Linked DNA regions of Mus musculus: region 1 is linked to region 2. The links are chromatin contacts, called in public Hi-C maps. All regions are on one chromosome and are shown on one strand. The core of a region is the stretch at or near the end of the contact, and the rest is flanking DNA. Distances in the headings are between cores, read along the strand shown.

The links. Hi-C and Micro-C count contacts between places; a contact is called where the count stands out from the background.
Region 1: a contact with region 2 is called in a Hi-C map of bone marrow-derived macrophages, with 21 read pairs. The contact joins two enhancer-like sites. A contact is called at or near these places in 2 of 39 promoter capture datasets (cranial neural crest and maxillary cranial neural crest) and 1 of 484 Hi-C or Micro-C datasets (bone marrow-derived macrophages).

What each region holds. Positions count from the first base shown.
Region 1 is chr8:69,842,502-69,849,311 of GRCm38.p6, reverse strand. The region is part of intron 1 of Pbx4 (pre B cell leukemia homeobox 4); the gene reads right to left. Among named protein-coding and RNA genes, the nearest start is that of Pbx4, 13 kb to the right of the region's middle. Within about 2 kb of position 4,516, at least 13 of the 459 cell types and tissues checked have an H3K27ac peak or open chromatin away from gene starts, as enhancers often do. A contact at or near this core is called in bone marrow-derived macrophages, where this site is marked.
Region 2 is chr8:70,267,097-70,273,193 of GRCm38.p6, reverse strand. No RefSeq gene overlaps it. Among named protein-coding and RNA genes, the nearest start is that of Homer3, 13 kb to the left of the region's middle. Within about 2 kb of position 4,188, at least 46 of the 459 cell types and tissues checked have an H3K27ac peak or open chromatin away from gene starts, as enhancers often do. A contact at or near this core is called in bone marrow-derived macrophages, where this site is marked.

The DNA of each region.
Region 1 (6,810 bases), core at 3,267-5,766, 420 kb after region 2:
GACAAGCCTTCTGTTAATACAGGAACATTCCCAATGAGTCATGCCCCCGAGTCTCTCACTGGAGGACTCTGGGAAGGGCTCTCCGTGAGCCACACCCATCAGCCCTTCTCACTGGAGGAATTCTAAGCCCGTGCTTATCACTGGCCCATGTCCCAAGCAGCTGCCTACAGATCGTGGAGCCAGTCTAGTGAAACAGCCTTTGAGTGCAGAGTTACTGGGAGCGATGACCTCATCGCTCACCATGACTTGGCAAACCCTAAGGTGAGCCACTGGCTTCACACTCTTACCTTGACTCAAAGCAAAGTGTCAAACCTGTGACTCGAAATGTAGCTGTCACGTTATCTCACAGTTCCCTGAACTGAGGAAAGGCCAGTTGCCTTGCTTCAAGACAGCCACAGCAGAGAGCACTGGGTGGCATCTAAGAGCGAAGGGTTAAGGGTGAGGGACATTAGTCTCATAACTGCAGGGAACTGAACTGTCAATACCTACAAGGGTCTGAGGACGAGGTAGGAACTCTTTCTGTCCAGCTTGTGGGATCCTGAGCCCAGATTCTTGACATAACAAAACTCTGAGATCACAATGTATGGTCTATTTTAATTATTTCATTTTGGGGGGCTAAAGCGATGGCTCAGAGGAAAGAGCATTCATTACTTTTCCAGAGGACCTAGCACCCACAGTGGCAGCTCACAACCTTTTTAATTCCAGTTCCAGGAGATCCAGTGTTTTCTTCTGGCCTCTTTGAGCACCAGACACACATGTGGTACATACACGCACACAGGCAAAACATCTATACACATTAAAACAAAATAATATTTAAGGAGGTTTCATGATTATATATATATTTTTTTTGGTTAGGGCATCTTTTTTTCCTGAAACTAATGGCAATTCTCTTGCCTCAGCATCCCAAGTGCTGGGGTAATAGATGAATGCCACCACATCTGGCTATTAACTTTTCTTTTTGTAGTACTGGGATGGAACCTAGGACCTTATGCTTGTTAGGCTAGAGCCACCCCCTTGCCTTGCACCCCACTACCATGCATGCAGATTTCAGCCACTAGTTCACATTGGACTTGTTCCACAGCAACAGAAAGCTGATGCTTTTCAGCTGACTTCAGACCAGTGAGTAGACTGGGAGGGAGAAGAACGAACGGGGTTGATGCTAACTAAGCCTTGCCGGCCTGGATGTCACCAGCTACACCCCTGGTGGTGTGTGTCCTTACCTGCTGGAATCTCAGAGTGAGTCTTTCTCTCTCTCTTTCTGTCTCTGTCTCTCTCTCTCTCTGAATTTCTAGCCTGGAATTCCAAGTTCTCTGCCTTCAAGTGCTAGGATACCAGGTCTGGCCTGGCCTTGGTGGGGACAGAATGACATGGTCCCTGCCCCTGGGACAGGGCCAGCAGACATGGGCCTCCAGGAGTGTCAAGGGCTATAGACATAAAGCTTGTTTATATAGTAATGCACATATTTTACATTCCTCCTTTAAGGAATGTCCTCCCTCCTACTGTTGCCTCCATGATAATCCAACAGAACAAGTCCAGGAGTTAAAGGTGTGGCTAATGTCTCAGCAAAATGGTAAATGCTGGGACCTTCAGGACAGCTCATAAAGCTATGGAAAAGAACTCTAAAAACATGAATTCAAAAAGATATAATTTCTCAACTATGCAAAAAATAAGGATGAAATACGAATTATGAGGAGATTCCCAAATCTAAAAGAACAGAAGCAGCTGCATTCAAGAGCCAGCTGATCAGAAAGACAAAGGTGGGCAGGTTCCTGAGTTCAAGGTCAGCCTGGGATAAAGCGCATCCAAGCCCAGGTGTGGTAGAAATTGGTAATTTCAGGACTGAGTCCCACCAAGATATCTTAACAGAGGCAGGCTGATTTCTGAATACTTTTGCAAAGTTAAAAGGAAATGTGTGCTTGCTGTCTTGGGAGAATTAGGAGCTGGGATCAAGGAATGCTGATTCATAGGATAAACAAAAGGAAACCTGGAGTAAAATGACTGGATTGATATGTAGAATGAGACTGGGCTAATGAGAGAGAGAGAGAAAGAGACAGAGTGAGCAAGTATGCACCTGGAAAGCTATCTCCAGCAGAACATAGGCTTGGACTCCCATTTGACCCTCCACACGTGGCATTTACCAGCTCTTTCATAAAACCTAACTATGAACAATTAGCCCATTTCAGTTTGTTTTGCAACACTGTTACACTTGGCGAGGCCTGCTAAAGGACTGCTGGTCATTCAGAGGCAAGAACTCTGCACATATGTCTAAAATCAGACTCCCAGTGACTTAAAATTGGAGCTCCCTAACAAAAGCAAGCTGCCACATAATTGCTTAGAATTGTTTGGAAATGACAGGTAAAAATCAGGAGCTATGATCTACAGTTGGTAGAATAGGGCTCATGTTTGATAGAGAATGTTCCTCGGTCCTGCTGTAACCTGCATGTGGTAGCCCTGTCATGATGATGTCTCAGGGACACTGAGGAAGTTAGGGCTGCTGGGGACAGAGCACCAAGCTTCATTTCTCACCATTGTTCTATGTGAGGCTAAGTAGTTTGGATATATAATTTTAGAACTTGTTTTGTTTTGTTCTTTTGGAGACAGGGTTTCTCTGTCTCTGTTTCTCTGGAACTCATTTTGAGGACCAGGCTGGCCTTGAACTGACAGAGATCCACCTGCCTTGGCCTCCTGAGTGCTGAGATTAAAGGTATGTGTCACTACACCTGGCTTTATACCCAGGTTTTTTAATGGCAGCTCCACATTAGTTTGGAAAGGATTCTCATAAGGATTCTCACAGTACTTGGGGAATACTTTCCTTTCCAAATGTTTCACTGGGAAGTGAGGCAGGAGGGTCTAGAGTCCTATTATGTATGTTTGTCTAAGACATTTCTCAGTGCAGGGGTGAACCAGGATCCTCCACAGTTACCTACACATAGCATATATACACATAAATAAAAATAAGTGCATTTATAACCTAGGCATGACTACATAGCCCAGGGCTAAAGGTCAAAGGAGGGCAGACTGGGAGCTCACTGGCCATTCAGTGGAACCAAAATGGCCAACTTCAGGTTCAGTGAGGACCCCATCTACAAGGAATCCAGTAGAGAATGTCTTCCTCTGGCCTACACATACACATGCATGTGTGCCTCAAAAAATGTTTTCTGCTCTCATTTAGCAACTTCAGCTGAACAGCAGCTGAGGTGGAGATCTCCCCCAGTTGATTTCCCTTCTGAAGGGGGTTCATGCATGCTTATGTGCATGCAGCCTGCACTGTGGGCTTAAAGTGCTTTTTTGTTTGTTTGTTTGTTTGTTTTGTTTGTTTTTCGAGACAGGGTTTCTCTGTGTAGCCCTGGCTGTCCTGGAACTCACTCTGTAGATCAGGCTGGCCTCGAACTCAGAAGTCTGCCTGCCTCTGCCTCCCCAAGTACTGGGATTAAATGTGTGCGCCACCACTGCCTGGCATGTTGTACATTTTTAAAAAGTCAACTGATGTCAGGAGCCTAGAAGATGATTTAGTGGTCTTGAGAACATTGGCTGTTCTTGCAGAGGACCTGAGGTCAGCTCCCAGCACCTTTTGTCACAAAGCTGACGAATAACAGGTGCCCCAGTGGCATAGGATCCACTGCCCTCTTCAGGCTTCTGAGGACGGCGCCACCCCAGCCCCCACAGCCGATAGACTCACAAATAAAAAAAAAAAAAAACATACACACAAGTAAAATAATCAATGTAATCTATCACATTTATAGGCTAAAAATCTCACAGATGGAACCTGCTTTTAAAAGCATTAGCAGATGTTGGTCCAGCCTCTTCATGAATTTTCCAATGGGAGAGTGAGGTGGCACCCTTAACCTTAGGAAATACTACTGTGAAACCTAGTCAGGAATGGTGGTGCACACCTGTATAATCTCAAGATTCAGAAGGCAGAGGCAGGAGGAGGACCTCAAATTCAAGGCCAGCCTGGGCTACAGAGTCAGACCCTGCCTCAGGCACCTCCTGCCACAGAAAGGGCAGCACAGATTTGTGATCCCAGAGCTGGGAAGGCTGAGGCAGAACCTGAACCATAGAGTATACCATGCCCTAAAAACTAAAGCATTAAATAACATCTAAAAGACAATGCGGTGGTACGTCAGGCAGGACAGCTCTCCGGTGAACTTGCATGCAATGGATCAGATAGGGTGCTACAGAGAGAAGCTGGAGGAGGGAACAGCCCTGTGCAGCTGTGGTGTAGGCTGAATGTTCTGGGTGCCTTTGTTTCCTTGTGGTACTAGGAATGGAACAGAGGGCCTAGCCACAGCAGACACGTGCTCTGTCCCTCAGCTACCCACCTACAGAAACCTAGTGCCCAGTCACAGCATGAAAGTGAGGCTTCACTAAGGGCTGGTGAGCCTTTTCCTGAGTGGAAAGCCTTGTAACAAAAGCCCACACCCTTGGAAAAGCAAGCCCAGGGTGAAGAGGCGCTGTAGCTGCCTAGATGCTTGCAGCCATCCCTGGGGCCCACAAGGAAAAGAGGCAATCTGTAAGTTGTCCTCTGATTGTATATGTGCTGAGTCACACACACAAATAAATAATAAATGTCAAAAGGAAGCTGGTGGAAGACTAAATTAGTATAGCTATTATAGAAATCTGTAGCGCTTCCTCAAAAAATTAAAAATAGAATTACCATATGACCCAGCTACTGGGCATCTAACAGTCCATACCCTAACACAGAGACACTCGTACATCCATGTTCACAGTTCCCCTATTCATGATGGCAAGATGATGTAGGTACCCATCAACAGAAACATGGATAAGATAAATGTAGTGTAGGGCTGAACAGATGGCTCAGAGGTTAAGAGCACTAGCTATTATTCTTCTAGAGGACCTAGGCTCAACTCTCAGCATCCGCATGGTGGCTAATGACCATCTAACTCCAGTTTCAGAAGATCCAGTGCCTCCTCCTGGGCACCAGGCACACACGTGGTGCACAGATATGCGTACCGGTGACACACCCAAACACACACAATAAAAAGAGTAAAGTGCCGGGTGGTGGTGGTGCACGCCTTTAATCCCAGCACTTGAGAGGTAGAGGCAGGTGGATTTCTGAGTTCAAAGCCAGCCTGGTTTACAGAGTGAGTTCCAGGACAGCCAGGGCTATACAAAGAAACCCTGTCTCGAAAAACAAAACAAAACAAAACAAAACAAAACAAAACAAAACAAAACAAAACAAAAAATGAGTAAAGTAAAAACTGAAAAAATTTAAAAAGTCATACATATACACAATGGATTATTATTCAGCTGTAAAGAACAATAAAATTGTGAATTTTGCAGGAAAATGGATAGCTCGGGAAAGGGGTAACAAACTCAGAGAAACAGGGGTTCAAGCCCTAGGATCCACACAGTAGCAGGAGAGGGGACTCCAGAGCAAAGCGTCTGCTGACTGAACACACACCCAACCCCTCCAAAGTAGGTAGATGTTTTATTAGTCTAAAAAATAAAGACAAAAGGGTGTCTGTCCTTCCTCCTCAGATCCTAGCCTGTAATGAAAACCGGTGTGAGTGAATCCTGGCTCCCGAGGTCAGGAAGGGAAGAACACAGCAATGAGGAGGGGTGGAAGGGGCAGAGCCCTGGGTGAGGATGCTAGCTACAAGAAGAAAACCACAAAACCACACCAAGTTCAAGAATATCATTAATATCTAACATATTATATGTTTATTTAAAATAAAAAATTTGAGCAGGGCGTGGTGGCACACGCCTTTAATCCTAGCACTCGGGAGGCAGAGGCAGGCGGATTTCTGAGAGTTCCAGGACAGCCAAGGCTACACAGAGAAACCCTGTCTCGAAAAACCAAAATAAAATAAAATAAAATAAAATAAAATAAAATAAAATAAAATAAAATAAAATAAAATAAAATAAAATAAAAAATTTAAGCAGGGCAATGGTAGCACACGCCTTTAATCCCAGCACTTGGGAGGCAGAGGCAGGTGGATTTCTGAGAGTTCCAGGATAGCCAGGGCTACACAGAGAAACCCTGTCTCAAACGCTATACCCCCCCAAAAATATATTTTAAAGGGTTCCCTTGAGAAGAGGGGGTGTTGGGCAGGTGAGGCACCAAAGAACACCTTGCCCCTGAGTCAGTCGTCTGGAAGCAGGAAACAGCCCTCCCTCCCCAGGCCTGGAATCTGCAGCTGCCTTCATTGTTGTGACCTAGGGAAGTCTGTCAGGTTGCTCAGATAGACTGAGATAAGTTGCCTTTGCCACAGTGTGAGGTACAGAGGCCTGTGTCTCCAGACAACCCATCAAGCTTGCTACTTTCTCTTTCGACCAGGTTGCTTGGAGCCCCCCACTCCCTACTCTTGTGAGGAATTTCCAAACTTAGGGTCTCACCCTGCCTTCTTAAAGCAGCTTGTCCGTTCCTGCTGAGTCTGCATGCTCTGGCTGAGTGGAAACTTCTGGCAACCAGAAGTACCTTAACATTTCAGAGCTTTTGTTGCCTGACGAGTCCCAAGAAAATGCAGCCAGCACATATAGAGAGACTATGACTCAAACAGATCGAGAACCTGGAGAGTCCTCAGTCCTAAGAGATAACCTTAGTGGGGAGTAGTCAGGACAATAACCTATGGCACACTGAAGGAAGGAACCAGAGGACAGAAAGACCTCCCATGTGCATGGCTCAGTGTTGTGAAGATAGCTATACTGCAAGAAGCAATCTATAGATTCGATGTAATCCCCATCAAAATTCCATCAGCAGTTTTCACAGAAACAGAAAAACCACTTCCCAGCCCTGGGGCCGTAAGGACAGGAGTTCAAGGCCATCCTTGACTACACAGTGAATTT
Region 2 (6,097 bases), core at 2,939-5,438:
CAGAGAGAGGACTGGTAACCACACCCACTTCCTCCTAGCCTTGCCGTTTTGCTTACTAAGCAAAGCTCCTTCAGACAGCCTAGAGGGCATACCCAGGACAGGTGGGGTCCTGCAGAGTCATGGTGACATGGGATGAGTCAGGAGGACATGGGCTAGAATCTGTGCTGGAAGGTTCTGGAAAGAGGCTGTGCCTTACAGAGAGCCTTCTGAAAGACTGACACCCTGACTGGAACTCTCTGAGGTTGTGGAGACCTGGGGCTGCGGGCTCAGTGCCTAGTTACACTTTACCTTGGCTGTGCTTAGTCCCTTAGCCGCCATTCCTTGACCACAGTTGTGTCCAGGCTAATGTCTTTGTTAACTATCAGGGGAACCTCTTGGTATGAATTAAATTAGCAAATCCCCAAGCCCCACCCATCAAAGGCTACAATGGCTAGCAAGTATCAGGCCTGTAGCTGAAGTTCTCATTCTGCTGTGACCCACCAGCCTCTGATACACCGATGCATTTGAAAAGTGTCTTGATTAATGATTTCCTTTGTCCTGTTACTATAAATAGTTCAATACTGTTACCACATTGGAACATGAAATATGGGGTAACCTGAATCTGTGTTCCTGGGCCTTGGTCACACAGTTGGTTCCAGAACAAACTCTTATCCCCTTTGAGGTGACAGTTGTCCTTTTGTATTAGCAAGTCCTGGCAGTTCCTGGCTCACTGGGGGGATGGGGTGGGGGCTTGTTCTGGATCAACTAGATACTGCCTGGGACCCAGTGACCCTTGCCTGGGCTCCTACCTCCACCCCACACACATTCATATTCACTGAGATGTCCTTAGGAAATGATCCTCAGGTCCCAGGGTGAAGGCGGGGCCGCGGGGGAGGGGAGTGGGGTGGGGGAAGAAGTTTGCTCTGTGAGGAGATAGAACCCAGGCCGGAGTGTGCCAGGGCAGCATTTGGCTAACTGGGCCCAGCCTCTCTGCTTTGCTTTTATTTTTGTGTTTCAAATCAAACACTGAAAAGAAGCTGGGTGTGGAGGTACAGCCAAGTCCCAGAAAGGATGGTTGTCTACCCAGGGCCCATCCCTGACACAGCTCAAGTGTCAGAATACTACCCTTTCCTTATTGGTCAAGGGTTTCATGTAGCCAGGCTGGCCTCCAGCTCACTATGGTGGTCTGAATAAAAGAAGCCCCCCATAGGCTCATGCCCTCTTTGAAAGGATTAGGTGGTTTAGGAGGTGTGGCCTTGTTAGAGGACCTGGAGTTTACTAGAATGAGGAGTGCCCACATGAGTCAACATATGAGGATGCGGAGCTCCTAGTTTTCTGCAGTGCCCTTCTGCAAGAGTCCATTGCTCACCCATCCATCACAGCCCTCACCCACCCATGTCTCCCTCACTCATCTACTCCATTTGTCTATTGTGGTGGTTTGAAAGCAAATGGCTCCCATAGGCCCACAGGGAGTGGCACTATTAGGGTGTGTGGCCTTGTTGGAGGAAGTGTGTCATTGGTTTAGCTTTGAGGTTTCAGAAGCTCCAGCTGGGCCTAGTGGCTCTGTCTGCCTGCTGCCTACAGCTCAGGATAGAGCTCTCAGCTCCTTCTCTGGCACCATGTCTGCCTACACGCTGCCATGCTTCCTCATGATGATAATGGACTGAAGCTCTGAAGCCCCAGCTAAATGTTCTCCTTTGTAAGAGTTGCTGTGGTCAGTGTCTCTTCACAGCAATGAGACCCTAAGGCATTCCTTCACACTCTCTAATTTGCACAACCATTACTCATTCACGCATTCTCCACTAATTCCTTTATTCATCTACTCGTTCATTCACTAGTTCACTCTTCAGGTCACTGGTCATTCCTTGATGGCTACTGATGAAGCTGAGGGTGATCACACCTCAGGTGTGACCTAAGGCCTTGCCACCACCTAGCACCTCCCCTCTGAGACAGGGCCTCACTATGACTATGGCATGTCTGTCACAGCCAGCAGACAGAACCTGGCTGCCTGAACATTCCAGAAAGGAGACAGTCCTCACTAACATGTGCAGTCAGTGTGTCTTCATCCCCCACCGGTGGCTTCTGTCTTTCCACACACTCTGGGGAGGAATGGCAAGGATGACAGTCACAGGCCAGAGGAAAGTATGGACTCTCCAGAGGCCACCGCTGCAGAAAGGTCACAGCATGGAGGAGAGGCCCTTTCCCAGTTGCTTGTGTAGCAAGTGTGCATTAGCTCTTGCATGTTCTTGGCCATTGGTTCTCAACCTCAAAAGACCACTGGAAACTACAGATATTGACACTATGAAGCAAAATAGTAGCAAAATTACATGTAGTGGCAATGAATATTCTTTTTTTTTTTTCTTTTGAGACAGGGTTTCTCTGTGTAGTCCTGGCTATCCTGGAACTCACTCTGTAGACCAGGCTGGCCTCAAACTCAGAGATCTACTGCCTCTGCCTTCCAAGTGCTGGGATTAAAGGCATGCGCCACCACTGTCAGGCATGAAATACTTTTTAAGGTTTCTACATATTATTTATGAATTAATAGGAAACATTGCAGACCAATGTGTCTTAATCCTTCCCTCCTCCTCTCTTCATCTTGGTTCATCTGGAATACAGCTTTGGAAGTAACTCTCTTTGCTTTGCTGACAACACACAGCCAGTCTCAGAGGTTGTTCTTCAAATGCTTTTTTTTTTTTTTTTTTTTTTGGTGAGCCATTTCAAATACCTTTTGGAGAAAGGCACCTCGGAAGTGACAATGACCTTGCTCTGCTTGATGGTCACAACCCCTCCGCCAAGATGGCCAGCTTTCCCATTCACCTTGATTCTCTCCTGGAGGAACTGCTCAAAATTGGCAGCAAATGATGAGTTCAGTCAAGGGTGAACTTCAAACCTGCTTTTTTTTTTGACTCCCCCCCCCCTTCACCACAAGCTTTTTCACAGGTGCCATGGCGGCAGAGGATGCAGAAAGGAGGGGGGGGCACATAATTTTTAAGCTTGAGTGTCATCACAATATGGAGAATTATATTAAAGGGCGGAAGCATAGGAAGATTGGGGACCACTGCCCTAGGCCATCTGACGAGGGCTGAAAGTGTGGGGAGGACCTGCAGGGTCTATGCAGCACTGCCTTGCTCTAAGTTACAAAAGAGACCCAAGTATGTTTTGTTTTTGTTTTGAGACAGGGTTGATCTGTGAAGCCTTGGATGTCCTGGAATTCACTCTGTAGACCAGGCTGACCTCAGGCTCAGTAATCCGCCCCTGCCTCCTTTGTGCTGGGACTAAAGGTGTGCGCCACCACTGCTTAGAGTCTTCTGAACACACACACACACACAAAGTACAGCCTAGGCTCTGGAAGTGTCCAGAGGCTTAGAGCACTTGCTGCTCTTGTGGAGGGCCAGAGCTTGGCTCTCAGTACCCAAGCCACTTAACACTTACCTCCAGAGGACATGACCCCTCCTTATGGGCACACTCAGGTTGGGCTTCTGTCATATGCTCAAGACCTGCCCCCCCCACCCCCTCCGCACCAAGACCACAAAGCTCTTGCTCCATCCACTTCTATTCCTGAAGGCCCTCTGTGGTCCCATTCAGGAGATGCCCCAACTCTCATTTCCAGAACCCTTCGAGAACACATCCACTGAGGAACAAGTGTTCAACCTGCAAATCTGTGGGGGAACAATTCATGGTCAAATGTTTCTCACTTTTTCTGGGATTGGAGACTCTAGTGGAGGATCATATCGGAACTCATAGGCACTTGTCACTCGAGCTCCAGGGGATGTGGTACCCTCTCCTGGCCTCCTTGGGGGGATGGAGCGCCCTCTTCTGACCTCCTTGGGCATTGTACTCACTCCCACACAAAGACACAAATATATCTTTTAAAAACTCTCAGGTGTGGTGGGAAGGAATTCACACCCCTGACAGCCTCGATTATTTTCATCACAAGACCTTTGCACGAGCTGTTTCCTTCACCTGCTGTGCTCCTGCTCTGGGTCCTCCTTCCAGGCCTCAGAGTCTTGTTTTTCTCCCACTCTCCCACTCCTTGTACTGTGGAGGTATCCTTTAAATAAACCCTGCAGCTTCTAATTTCATTGTGGTCTCCGATGTGGGGTGGGAACCAGTGTGCTCCTTAAATATGTGGTGAGAGGAACTGTGTCTGTCTTTCACCCGCTGGCACAGGAAGACAGCGTTCAGTTCAAATCAGAGGCTTTTCTCTCAGTGTACCACAGCTGCTTCCTAAACATAAGCTGGCGGTTGTAGTTCCTTCAGCATGTTCGCCTGGCACCGTTGTCACACTTCCTGTTTGCCTTCTTCCTTGGCTCCTCTTGGAGCTGTGCAGGCACTCTCCTTCCCACATGGTCCAGGCTGGGGAGTGGACAGCACCCATACCACCCACACAAGGATCTTCTTGATCTAAGGGCATGCAGGTTACTGAAAGCTTCTCTGGGAAGCTGGGTGTGGTGGTACATGGCTGCCATCCCAGAGGAGACAGGGTTGGAACTCAAGGCTGTACATGTAGGAGACTCTAAGATAAGCCAAGGGGCCTCTGTGAACAGCGCTTGCCTAGTATGTGAGAGGCCCTGGGCTCTAGGCACAGCATGCCCAAACCACTCCAATCAGAGGCCTAGTCCCAGGGCTTTAATTGCTCCAGGACTCTCGTGGTGAGAGGCCTTTTGTCAAAACCATCCCAAGACCAAGTATCTCAGCCTTGTCTGCCTAGACTCCTGCTGAGCCTTCATCTGTCAATGGGCAAACCAGCAAATCCCACAGACCAAAGGAGGCGAGCTCAGTCCCCTTTGAACACTAAACACCAGAGAGTAACTTGTATGGGACTTTCCTCCTCTCCTAACGACCCCTCCGCTTCTTTTTTGGACAGTATCTCAGTGTGTAGCCTAGACTGGACTCAGACACTAAGATTGAAGGTGTTGACACTCACCTTCATTGTTGGGGGTGTCACTAGAGCTAGGTCTGAATTTCTGGCCTCTTGTGATCTTCTTGTCTCAGTCTGTTCTTATTTGTACAGTGTCAGGCCCAGAAGGAACTCAGGATAAATGGCTAACTGTGGTGCCTACTGGCATACCAACGCGTCTGCTGGCTTCCAGGCTCACTCAGGTCCCCCTCAGCTCTTCGCTTAGGTTTTCCCAACCCTAAGCTTCTTCAGCTCAAGGGCTTCCCTTCCTCCTACTTCTCATTTCTATAGAACCCTGTTATTCCAGTCATGACCTCTGAGGGTCACCTTTGCCCACTCTCTCCTCTCTCCCACCCCAGTTCAGTCTGCTGACTGTGTTCCTTCTGTTACTCTGTGTCCTTACTCAGGACTGTCCCAGATGTCTTTAGCTGTACTCCTATCTACAATAAAAACCCTGCCCACAACCTTATCTTAGAGTGGCTATGTCCTCAGTTTATACATCTGGTGCTGAAACTCCCACTATTATAAATACAATGATAATACGTGAGATGGGGTGATGGTACACTCATGTCATTCCCGGCGTTTGGGAAGCTGAAGCAAGAGAATCACAGGTTCCAGGCCAGCCTGGGTTCCAGATAGACAGCTCCTGTTTTCATATCAATGAAAGGCAGACTGGAAATGAGTTTGCTGGGAGAGTGGCTGGAATCAGCCTAGGCAGAGTGGCTGGGATGCAGGGACCTTCCTTGTCCACAATTCATATTCAGAACCAGGAGGCTCCTGACCTCTGGGCCAGGATATTAACCCCCATTAAGTAGGAAGCACGGGAAAATATGCCCTGAAGAATTGAGCAATTCAGCTCTTCTTAGATCTGCTTCCTTGGTTGTAAAATGTGGACAGCTGTCAGGCCGATGGCCCCAGCTCCTGAGTCTGGGCCCCCAAGGTGGAAGGAAGGAGCAGTAGTGAGCAGAAGCCCATTCCTGCTTACTCGGTAACTGTGGGCAGCCCCTCCACTGACCATCAACGGGGGGCCCCTGCTACTCCACCAGGGGCTCAAGATCCTGCAGGGTCAGTCAGGGGCTTCTGGACTACAGGCCAGTGATGTCCGTGCAGGACTGTATGGACTGTAGGAAGGAGCAGGTGAGCCTGCTTCCCTTTCCCTCTGCCCATCGCCCCACTTCAGATAGTAGAAGGCTAGGGGTGGGATAAAGAGCTGGGCAC